Regions from separate parts of the Sus scrofa genome. Here region 1 is linked to region 2. A link is a contact called in public HiChIP or PLAC-seq data. All regions are on one chromosome and are shown on one strand. The core of a region is the stretch at or near the end of the contact, and the rest is flanking DNA. Distances in the headings are between cores, read along the strand shown. Region 1 overlaps AP3S2 (adaptor-related protein complex 3, sigma 2 subunit). Region 2 holds the start of MESP1 (mesoderm posterior protein 1).

The links. HiChIP or PLAC-seq counts read pairs in DNA pulled down with a chosen protein or histone mark.
Region 1: a contact with region 2 is called in an H3K27ac HiChIP or PLAC-seq map of alveolar macrophages. The contact joins the enhancer-like site here to the promoter of MESP1 in region 2. A contact is called at or near these places in 2 of 5 promoter capture datasets (fetal liver and liver), 23 of 47 Hi-C or Micro-C datasets (adipocytes, adipose tissue, alveolar macrophages and 13 more) and 2 of 2 datasets of contacts at active chromatin or transcription factors (alveolar macrophages and skeletal muscle).

What each region holds. Positions count from the first base shown.
Region 1 is chr7:55,439,600-55,445,079 of Sscrofa11.1, reverse strand. The region is part of intron 3 of AP3S2 (adaptor-related protein complex 3, sigma 2 subunit); the gene reads left to right. Among named protein-coding and RNA genes, the nearest start is that of AP3S2, 20 kb to the left of the region's middle. Within about 2 kb of position 2,344, at least 2 of the 83 cell types and tissues checked have an H3K27ac peak or open chromatin away from gene starts, as enhancers often do. A contact at or near this core is called in alveolar macrophages and retroperitoneal adipose tissue, where this site is marked.
Region 2 is chr7:55,326,110-55,332,314 of Sscrofa11.1, reverse strand. MESP1 (mesoderm posterior protein 1) reads left to right here and starts at 4,715. Exons shown (of 2, transcript XM_001925990.6): 1 at 4,715-6,205.

The DNA of each region.
Region 1 (5,480 bases), core at 1,095-3,594, 120 kb before region 2:
TAATGTTTGCCAGTCTGATGGGTGCAAAAGTAGGTATTCGTTGTTTCCCCTAGCTTCCTTGAATACTGGGCTGCATATCTTTTAGTGTTTACCAGTCATTTGTATTTGAAAATGTCTGACCATTGTATGTATCTACCTTTCTATGGCTTATTTGTTTTATTCATTTGTAAGTGTTGGGTTTTTTCCTAATTTTTATGGATACCAATCCTTTTCTTTTCTTTTCTTTTCTTTTCTTTTCTTTTGTCTTTTTGCCATTTCTTGGGCTGCTCCGCGGCATATGGAGGTTCCCAGGCTAGGGGTCAAATTGGAGCTGTAGCTACCGGCCTACACCAGAGCCACAGCAACGCAGGATCTGAGCCGAGTCTGTGACCTACACCACAGCTCACGGCAATGCCGGATCCTTAACCCACTGAGCAAGGGCAGGGACCGAACCCGCAACCTCATGGTTCCTAGTCGGATTCGTTAACCGCTGTGCCACGACAGGAACTCCTCTTTTATATTTATTGTAAATATTTTCTCCTTGTCTTTTAACTTTATGTAGTTAGGTCTGCCTTTTTTCTTATAGTTTGAAGGTATAAAAATGTTCTTAAAAGTAAAAAAGTTTTTTAAAAAGGGGAGTTCTCTTGCAGCTGAGCAGGTTGAGGATCTGGCATTGTCACTGCAGTGGCTTGGGTTTGATCCCTGGCCTAGGAACTTCCACCTGCTGTGGACATGGCCAAAAAAAGTTTAAATATGTCCTCCAGTATTGCTGTTGCTTGTTTTTTCTTTTGAGAAAACCATATTTATTGTCATCATTACCCAGCTTATTTATGTAGCAAATGGCCCAACTGTCTAAAGAATAGAATATCTACATAACATTCATGTTTCAAACGACGAAAATAACAGTAAGAGGTTAAGAACAAAAGTACACAAGGCTGGACACAAAAAAATGCATCTATGAGATTTTATCCCACCTCTGGCTTTTGTAGATTTGAAAAGTATAGAATTCATGAGCTAGAAAATATTGTTGGGAGTTCTCACTGTGACACAGTAGGTGAAAAATCCAATTGCAGTGGCTTGGGTCGCTGAGGAGACGTAGGATTGATCCCTGGCTCAGTGAAGTGGGTTAAAGGATCTGGCATTGCTGCACTTGCTGTGTAGTTTGCATCTGTGGCTCAGATTCAGTCCCTGGCCCACGAACTTCCATATGTTATAGGTGCTGCCATTTAAAATTAAAAAAAAGGGAATTCCCTTTGTGGCTCAGTGGTAACAAACCCAACTAGAATCTATAAGGACGTGTTTGATCCCTGGCCTCGTTCAGTGGGTTAAGGATTCTGTGGCTTGTGGTGTAGGCCAGCAGCTGCAGCTCCAACTTGACTCCTAGGCTAGGAACTTCCATATGCTGCAGGTGCAGCCCTAAAAAGAAAAAAAGAAAAAAAATCCATCAAGTTTAATAGAAATACATTTAATCTGATTACAACACTAACATCAGTATCACTGATTTAATATTTACAAAAAATGATATTTCCCTCCAGCTTTATTGAGATATAATTGATATGTAATACATAACATTGTGTAAATTTGAGATACACAGAATGTTGATTTGATAAACCTATGCATTGCAGAATGACTACCGCAATAGTGTTGGCCAACACCTCTTACCCTGTCACATAATTACTATTTCTTTTTTTGTGTGTGGTGAGAATCATATTTTCTAGTACATAAAAATCATTGTGACATCCATGAAAAGTTAGAATGCTAGGTGTTTGGTGCACAAGGAGCTGACATCTGGAGAACTCTGTAAGTCCCAAACTTTAAATGTGTAGTCACCTTCAAACTGTATCCATTCCTCAATTGGAAGATGTCTAACCCAGTCCCACTCCTCTTCATGTGGGCATGTGATCTTTTGATACTTAGCATCCAGGTTTCCAAAGACTATTTCCTGTTACTTCATAGTCATATGACTTTCTCCATCAACCGAGCTGTATCCAGTGTTTTCGTTTTTATTTCTTGTTCAGCAAATTTCATTAGATTCACAGCTCCTGGGTTATAATAGCTAAATGTGGCTCTTCTGGTCTCTGCCAAAGCTTTAGCTTGCAGGGCTGCCGTTTGAGCCATCATAGCCACTCAAGGAGTTACTTGTGTTCTCGATGACAGCAGGACAGCAACATAGAAAAGCTCCAGTAGCTGCAGCTATTTCTTACTTTTGTTTTTCACCATTTCCTTTTCTTGTAATTTGTCCATCCTTTCCAGCCTCCTAGGATCAAGTTGTTTCCCACTCCTTTTTTCTCAGATGATGCCTTTTATGAGGCTTCGATCTTGAGTAACTTCCGCCACTTGATGACTTTCTTTCTTTGCAGTTGTGTCTGTCCTCCCCGTTTTCAGATAAATTTAGTTTCCCTATCTGTGAGAAGAATGAGTGTTCTTTGTCATTATGTTCCTCAAATTTGTTTTTTAGACTATTTTTAGATTCATGTCATACTCTTTTGCTGTCTGAGTCTCTAGCACATTCAGTTCAATCTCTTCATGCATTAGCATATTCTTTGCTTCTGTTCTTTCCTACATTATCTGACTTTTGTTCTCTTTACCTTGATCGTGATCTTGAATAATGATGTTTTGAGAAAACTTTAGGAGAAACAGATACACCTGACTGCCTTTTTTTGGCGGGGAGGGGGGGGAGGGCCACAGGTGTGGCACATGGAAGTTCCCAGGCTAGGGGTCGAATTGGAGCTGCAACTGCTGGCCTATGCCACAGCCACAGCAACGCCATATCCTTAACCCACTGAGCCAGGTCAGGAATGGAACCCGTGTCCTCATGGATAGTTGGGTTCATTTCTGCTCAGCCACAACAGGAGCTCCTGTGACTGCTCTTTTTTTATCTCTATCTGGGGCTGTCTTTTCTGGAGCTGTTCTGTCTCATTCTGTATCACTTGCTTATTGAGAACCCAATTGTGCCCCCCAAAATTCACATGTTGAAGTCTTAATCCCCAATGTGGCTGTATTTAGAGATGGGGTCTTTAAGGAAGTAAGTTAAGCAAGGTCTAAGGGTAAGGCTCTGATCCCATACAACTTACGTTCTTATAAGAAGAGGAAGAGACTCCAGAGGCCTCTTTCTTTCTGTGCACAAATCAAGGAAAGGCCTTTCATGGACATAGCGAGTCTGCAAGCCAGGAGTAGAAACTGATCCTGCAAGACCTTGATCTAGGACTTTTAACTTCCAACACTGCCGCTGGCCTACACCACAGCCACAGCAACACCAGATCCAAGCTGCGTCTGTGACCTACACCTCAGCTCATGGCAATGCCAGATCCTTACCCTATGAGCAAGGCCAGGAATCAAACCTGCATCCTCATGGATACTAGTGAGATTTGTTTCTGCTGAGCCACGACAGTACCTCCTTATTTTGTTATGGCAGCCCAAGAAGACTAATACACCAATCTTTTTTTTTGGTCTTTTTTTTTTGTCTTTGTTGTTGTTGTTGTTGCTATTTCTTGGGCCGCTCTCGAGGCATGTGGAGGTTCCCAGGCTAGGGGTCGAATCGGAGCTGTAGCCACCGGCCTACACCAGAGCCACAGCAACTCGGGATCCGAGCCGCGTCTGCAACCTACACCACAGCTCACGGCAACGCCGGATCGTTAACCCACTGAGCAAGGGCAGGGACCGAACCCGCAACCTCATGGTTCCTAGTCGGATTCGTTAACCACTGCGCCACAACAGGAACTCCCTAATACACCAATCTTAATTTCATTAACCCTCTTTAATGGAAACAGCCCCTTGGCACTGTGCTGCTGAGAAGTATGGTCTGCCTCTCCTTACATACTCCAGGCTTCTTAGTCCAGAGTCCTGGCAGTAGGGTAGTTGATTTTCTTCCTTTAAAACTAGAGAACACACACACACACACACACACACACACACACACACACACACACACACACACAAAACCTAGAGAACATGAATTTTAAAAGAACATGTATACACTCAAGGGCTCAGAGAACAGGAGAGAAGACAATAGCAAGGAATTTTTTGAAAGCAGAAGGGAATATGAATTCCTCTCTTGACTTGGCTAGTCCAAGGAAGCCACATCCCAGGCCAGCAGTGTAGAAAGCTGACACCACACTACAGAATCCTCAAAGCACAGAGTCTCTCTGGGGTGTGGGTATAGAGTAGACAGGGAAAGCTCTCTGAAAACTGGTTAGGTCCCTAAGTCCTTCCCCCAGTTCCAGACAAAAACAGCAACAACTACAAAAACCCCAAACTGGGCTGCTAAACAAACAAGAAACATAGAGCAAAATGATCTCTTGGAAATTAAAAACCTGAAAGGAAAATGGGAGGAAAAGATAGGAAAATGGCAGGTTCAATATCCCAATATAAACAGCTCAAAAAAAAAAAAAATATATATATATATATATATACACTAGGAGTATGGAAGGACTTTGAGTTGTTAGATTGCAGGACTCACCAAGTATCCAGCACAGTGATTGAAAATAAACCCAGGTTTATGTATGTTATCCTTACAGTGGATGCTGAGTCACTTTTAAAAATGTAAGAGTTATGAATAGTGCTATAATGAAGTTACTGTGTGTGGTTTTTTGCATACATTTGTGTGCATTTCTGTTGAGTATATACTTAGGAATAGAATTGCTGGGTCATGGGATATTAGTAAGTAATGTCACATAATTTTCCAAGGTGGTTGGAGATATAATTTCCATTTATATGTTTATACCCAGTCAAAAAAACTGAAAAAAACTCAAATGTCCTGTCTGGAGTAGAGTAGATAAATAAGTTTAAAAGTGAAATAACCATATAGCAGTGAATATGAACAAGCCTTTCATGACATGCAACAGCATGGAAGAATTCACATTGTTGAGTGAAAGAAGCCAAATAAAAGGAGTACATGTTTTATGACTCCTGTGTAAGTTCAAGGACAGACAAAACTAAACTGATAGTAGGAGTCAGGATGGTGGTTACCTTTGGAGAAAGGATAATACCTAACAGGGCATGAAGGGGCTGTCTAGGGAGCTAGCAGTGTTCCATCTGGATGATAGTTGACGTGACATGTTCATTCTGAAAATTCATGAAGCCACACCCTTATCACTCGTACACTTTTCTGTTTAAATGTTATATTTAAAAGTTAAATTAGGAGTTCCCATTGTGGCGCAGTGAAAATGAATCTGACTAGGAACCATGAGGTTGCAGATGCAATCCCTGGCCTTGGTCGGTGAGTTAAGGATCCAGCATTGCCGTGAGCTGTGGTGTAGGTTGCAGACGCGGCTTGGATCTGGCCTTGCTGTGGTTGTGGCATAGGCCGGCAGCTGCAGCTCTGATTAGACCCCTAGCCTACAAACCTCTACATGCTGCAAGTGTGGCCCTAAAAAGCAAAAAAAAAAAAAAGTTGTAGGCATGTTAACTAACGTTATTCATGGAATAATGTTTTGTTTTGTGGGGGTTTTTTTGGCCATGCACCTACAGCCTGTGGAACTTCCTGGGCCAGTGACTGAACT
Region 2 (6,205 bases), core at 3,466-5,965:
AGAACAAGAACACTGGTCAGTATCTCTGCATCCTAACCTTTTTTTTCATTTTTGTCTTCTTAGGGCCGCACTCATGGCATATGGAGGTTCCCAGCTAGGGGTCCAATTGGAGCTACAGCTGCCAGTCTACGCCACAGCCACAGCAACGCAGTATCCAAGCCGCATCTGCAACCTACACCATAGCTCATGGCAACACTGAATCTTTAACCCACTAAACGAGGCCAGAGATTGAACCTGCAACGTCATGGTTCCCAGTCAGATTCGTTTCCTCTGCGCCACAACGGGGAATCCAAATTTGCCATCTTAACCATTGTTAAACATGCAATTCAGTGGCAATAATTACATTCGAAATGTTGTGCAACCATCACTACTTCCATTCCCAAAACTTTTTCGCCCTCTCAAGTAGAAATTATATCCATTAAGCAAAAACCCCCTTTTACCTCCAGCCCCCCAGCCCCTCCTGGTAACCTTTCGCTTGCTTCCTATCTCTATGAATTTGTCTATTTTAGGTTCCTCCTCTAAGTGTGATCCTACAGTTTTTGTCCTTTGGTATCTGGCTTATTTCGAAATGGCATCAAGGTTCATTCACTGTGTAGCATATGCCCAAACTTCATTCCTTTTTTTTTTTTTTTTTTTCCTTCTTTTTTTTTAGGGCCGCACCCATGGCATATGGAGGTTCCCAGGCTAGGGGTCTAATCGGAGCTACAGCTGCTGGCCTACACCACAGCCACAGCAATGCCGGCTCCTTAACCCACTGAGTGAGGTCAGGGATCGAACCCACAACCTCATGGTTCCTAGTCAGATTTGTTAACCACTGAGCTACAGCGGGAACTCCCTTCATTCCTTCTTATAGTTGAGAAATACTCTATTGTACATATATGTCAGATTTTGTTTATCCATCTGTTGATGGGCATTTGGCTTGTTTCTACCTTTTGGCTATTATGAATGATGCTGCAATGAATGTTGGTGGACAAATATCTGTTCTGGTCTCTGCTTTCAATTCCTCGGGATGTAGAAAGAGCAGGTTGTTCTGTGACCAGCTTTTCTCACTAATGTATTAAGAACTTTTTCCACATCAGTAGATGTATTTCTGCAATGAGATTTTTTTTTTTTTTTTTTGGTCTTTTTGCCTTTTCTAAGGCCGCTTCCCGAGGCATATGGAGGTTCCCAGGCTAGAGGTCTAATCAGAGCTGTAGCCGCCAGCCTACATCACAGCCACAGGATCCAACCCGTGTCTGCAACCTACACCACAGCTCACGGCAATGCCGGATCCTTAACCCACTGAGCAAGGCCAGGGATTGAACCCTCAACCTCATGGTTCCTAGTCGGGTTCGTTAACCACTGCACCACGACGGGAACTCCTCTGCAATGAGATTTTTAAGACATGCCTAGTACTCCATGCTGTGATGATAACAGTTTAAGTAACACATTCTCTATTAGTATATACTGAGATGCCTTAAAGTTTTCCACATAGGTATATCCTAATATCTGTATATTTTTTGGCTACATGTATGGCATATGGAAGTTCCCAGGCCAGGGATCAAATCTCAGCTGCAGCTGCAGCCTATGCCATAGCTGCAGCAATGCTAGATCCTTAAACCACTGTGCCACAGTGCTGGGCCAGGGATCGAACCCATGCCACTGAAGAGACAATGCTGGATCCTTTACCCACTGGGCCACAGCAGGAACTCCCTTATACATATATGTTAAAAGTTATTTTTAAAGGTATTTATTTATTTTATTTTTTTGCTTTTTAGGGCCACACCTGTGGCATATGGAAGTTCCCAGGCTAGATGTCCAATCAGAGCTGCAGCTGCCAGCCTCTGACACAGCCACAGCAATGCCAGATCTGAGCTATATCTGTGACGTACACCGCAGCTTGCAGATCCTTAATCCACTGAGTGAGGCCAGGGATTGAACCCACATCCTCATGGATACTAGTCAGGTTCTTAACCCGCTGAGCCACAATGGGAGCTCCTCAAAGTTATTTTAAAATTGCACATGTAATATTTGAATTTAAACTCTCTGTAAACATTTTGGACATTACAGATGAGATTAAAGCCTGCCTTTGTCACTTCCCAGAACCTAGCCTTGCCCACACCCCCACACCACATAAGTCCTGGTACATTATTCCGATTTGGGGAGTATGCATTTACACACATAAATACAGAAACCCCTTTTGCCAAATGTGTGGTATCATTCTGAGCCTTTTTGTGGAGGGGTTGTTTTTTAGATTTTTGTTGTCTTTTGTTTTTCCTTATATCCGTGGGGTCATATTGAAGGGATTTTTCTGCAGTTTGGTTCAGCAGTACATTTTGTCTTATTGCCATTTCTTGGGCCACTCCTGCGGCATGTGGAGGCCCCCAGGCCAGGGGTCTAATCGGAGCTGTAGCCGCTGGCCTACACCAGAGCCACAGCAACGCAGGATCCGAGCCGTGTCCACGACCTACACCACAGCTCACGGCAACGCCGGATCTGCAACCCACCGAGCAAGGCCAGGGATCGAACCCACAACCTCATGGTTTCTAGTCAGATTCGTTAACCACTGAGCCACAACGGGAACTCCCTCTCTTGAGCCTTTTAATATTTTCTTATCAGGGGAGTCATCGGTCAGGGAAACCCCTGGGCAAAGGGCATGCCAAGGCTGTTCAAAAGCCTTGGGCCAGCCCTGTGGAGCCTGGGAGGCAGCCTGGTTGTGGGCGGCCAGCAGCAGAGCCAGCATTCCCAGGGGGTCTCAGCCAGCCTGGCCACCTGTGCCAGGTGCTGACCGTGTCCTCCTGGGGCCTGGGGTGAGGCATACTCTCCAAGGGTGAAGGAAACTCCCTCAGCTCAGGCCAGGGCTGAGTCTTGGATTTCTCTTGGTGGGGGAACCTCCAGAGCCGAGGACTGCGTTCATCCCGTCCTTAGTCCTTGGCACGTAATCGGTACTGACCAGGTAAGACCCTTCTTCTGTTTGATTTATTATCTGGTCACCTTAAACTCTATCCTCACCCCCTACACGTTCTCCGCTCTGTCAAGGATGTCACTGTCCCCCAGTCTCTGGCAAAGGATCTTAAGCCCAGAGGCTCCTCACTCCACCAGGTCCTGCCCAGGCATTCTAGCTCAGCCCTACGAGCGAGCCCCTCTGCTTTTTATTGGGTCTGAAGTCAGATCCCTCAGGAGAGGTGAGGAGGAGGTGTGTGCCTTCCCCTGTCCTTGGGAAGGACAACCTGGAGCTGGCTGAGGGCCTGAGCCACCCAGTGACCTCATCATTGTCCTGCCACCTCCCTGTGCTATTGTGCGGTTGGGGTAGGGGTGGGGTCAGAAGGCACCCAAAACCTGTGCATCCTGCCTGGAGGGAGCTCCCTCCTGTGCCATCTACAGGGGCTGGTGCTGGACACGCCCCAAGTTGGCAGTCGAGCCGGGCCTGCAAATCCTTGCTGGGGAGCCTAGAGTTTTGGTTGGTTCGTGGTCTGTTTTCTGCCTCTGCTCCCAGGGGTGTGTAGGGACCTGAGCCCGTCCCCCTTCTCCTCACTCCTCTAGGCTCCATCTTGCTCTCCCTCTCAGCACACAGGTGTATGTTTTTCCCAGTGGACAGATGAGCAAATTGGGGTCCAGAGAGGGCAAGTGGCCTCTCTGGGGTCACCTAGCCCATCACACCAGCACTAAGCTGGCTTCACCCTTTTCTTAAGCCAGCCCCAGCATTTCTGACATGTCTGCTAAGCTCCCCATCCTGTACTCACTATGGCCCCAGGCCCCAGGAAAAAAGGCCCCTGACTGGTCGGCCCACCTCAGATCCCAAGATTCCAAGTGGTTGGGCAGCGCCCTCTGCTGTCTGTGGCTGGGAGTGCAAGGAGGCTGGATAGCCAGGGCATCCCTCTGGCTTGAGACCGGTACCTTGCAAACAAGGTATGCAGTCAGTCCCCCAAGGCATCTCAGCAAGCACTTGGGGGTCCCCGTTCCACTTCACAGCTTAGAAACTGAGGGGTCATGTGACAAACTTTCCCACATTTACATGTCTGTCTCTTTGCTTCGGGCTGGTCAGCTCTTTATGCTGCGGTTTCCCCGTGTTTCACTGCAAGGCTCCACTTACCTAGATGAAGCGAGGCATAAGTGTGACACCCTCAGGAGAGAGGTGCAGTCTACTCACCCTGCATTCTCTGCCCAGCTCTCCAAACTGGGGAGATTCTGGCACTTCCTCTCCAGCCTTTCCCCGGAATCTGACAAATCTCTCTCCTTTCTTCCCACCCCCTCCCTCCTTGTCACTCTGCCTCCTGTGACTTCCACTAGCTGCGCATCCAGCTGATCCATGACCAAGATAATCAGATTATCATGGGTCCAGAATAATCTATTCCATATGGCTTGCCAAGTCGGTGGCTCCAGGAGCTAAAGGTGTGAGGAGAGGGGGTGGCCTCCGTTGGAAGGGGCTTCCTGGGAGTTTTGGGGGCATAAGCTGGGCTGGTGGGGAAGGGGGGAAGTGGAGGAGAAGTTGGGAGCCTTCCTGCTGGGCCCCTGACGGCCCTGGGCTCCAGGTGGCTGCAGCCCCCTCGCCAGCACAAGCACGGCCTCATCTTTCCAAGACCTGGTGAAGCTTAGGCTCCATGGTGGGGGTTGCCCCCCATGCCTTTTCTCTGGATTGGGAAGTGCTCACTCTAGGGTGTTACTTCTCAAAAGTGGCCAAGCCTCATAATTCTCCGGAGATTTTACTTTTTTTTTTCTTCTTGTTTTTGCTTTTTAGGGCCGCACCCGTGGCATATGGGGTTCCCAGGCTAGGGGTCAAGTCGGAGTTACAGCTGAAGCCTATACCACAGCCACGGCAACGTGGGATCCGAACTGCGTCTGTGACCGACACCACAGCTCACAGCAACGCCCGATCCTTAACCCACTGAGCAAGGCCAGGGATTGAACCCACAACCTCATGGTTCCTAGTCGGGTTCGTTAACCACTGAGCCACCATGGGAACTCCAGATTTTACTTTTCACACCCGGAATCTCCTCTGGGGATTCTGGTTCAAGCAGGTCCAGGGTCTGGAAACCTGTTTTCTTTTTACTTCTCAACAGGTCCTGGTATATCAAGGTTTCCTGGGGGCTTAAAGATTATGCGGCATAGCCCTCCCCCAGCAGGGCACTCCCAGGGCACCCCTCCAGGAGGAAAGGAGCCACTCTAGTCCTCCAGAGGGGGCAGGGGGACTGGTGGGAAAACAGAACATTGGCTTTGGTCCCAGACAGAGCAGAACAGATCCCAGCTCTTCCCCTACTAGCCATGCAACACAGGACCACCTCTCTGGGCTTCCACTCGTTTCCACATCTACAAAGTGGGGCAATGACACTCATATCACAGTGTGGTTGTGAGCTGTAACCCAGCCAAGCCCCAGTACAGTGTCAGACCCCAAGTGACAGCAGGAACACACAGGTGGGCTCTGCCCAAAGCACGGTCCCTGTGCTATGATTTGATCCTTGCACTGTTGGCACAGGAGGTATTACAGGGCAGAAACAGAGGCCAGGGCAGAAACATGGAGTGAGTTACCCAAGTGCCACCGGTGGTACAGGGCAGAAGGGCATTCTATTCTAAGCCACCCTGGCCACACCCCAGAGGGGTGCCCCAGGTTATCTGAAGGTGGGGGCTTCGTGAATAAGAACCGCTGCCCTGAAAGAGCTTGCCTTGCGGGCTGGTGCCGAGGTGTGGTGGGAGGATCCCTGGCAGTAGGGGACACCCAAATTAGGAGCTTCCCAGGAGGTGTGCTGCTCATGCTAAACAGGCTGGCGTTAGGACAGAGCTGCTTCCTTCTCCTGGGGCCTCTGGCTCCAGTGGGGATGGGGATTAGGGGCCGCAAGGGGAAAACCGACACTGCACCTTTGATTAGCACTCCCATGTTAGAGGGGCTGGCCGGAAAATAAGGGTACTGAGGCTGGGAAGTGGGAGGGGGCAGCGCCCAGGACCCAGGCTCGGTCTGAGGAAGCCGGCTGGTTCCTAGTGGGCAGGCAGAGACCCGGGCCCTGGGCCCAAGGGGGTGCTGCCTTGTCCTGCCTGCACCCCCACCCTGGCCAAGGACCCCGTCTGAACTCTCACCTCTGCTCGGTGGGGCTGCCCCAAGGCCTCATTTCCCAGCCTGACACATTGGCAGGCAGAGGCAGGCTCGGGCCAGGGGAGCAGGAGCCACTGGCTTCGGCACTTGTCAAAACACAGGCCCCAAAAGTGTGAAGTCCTCACCCCAGCAGGAGGGCGT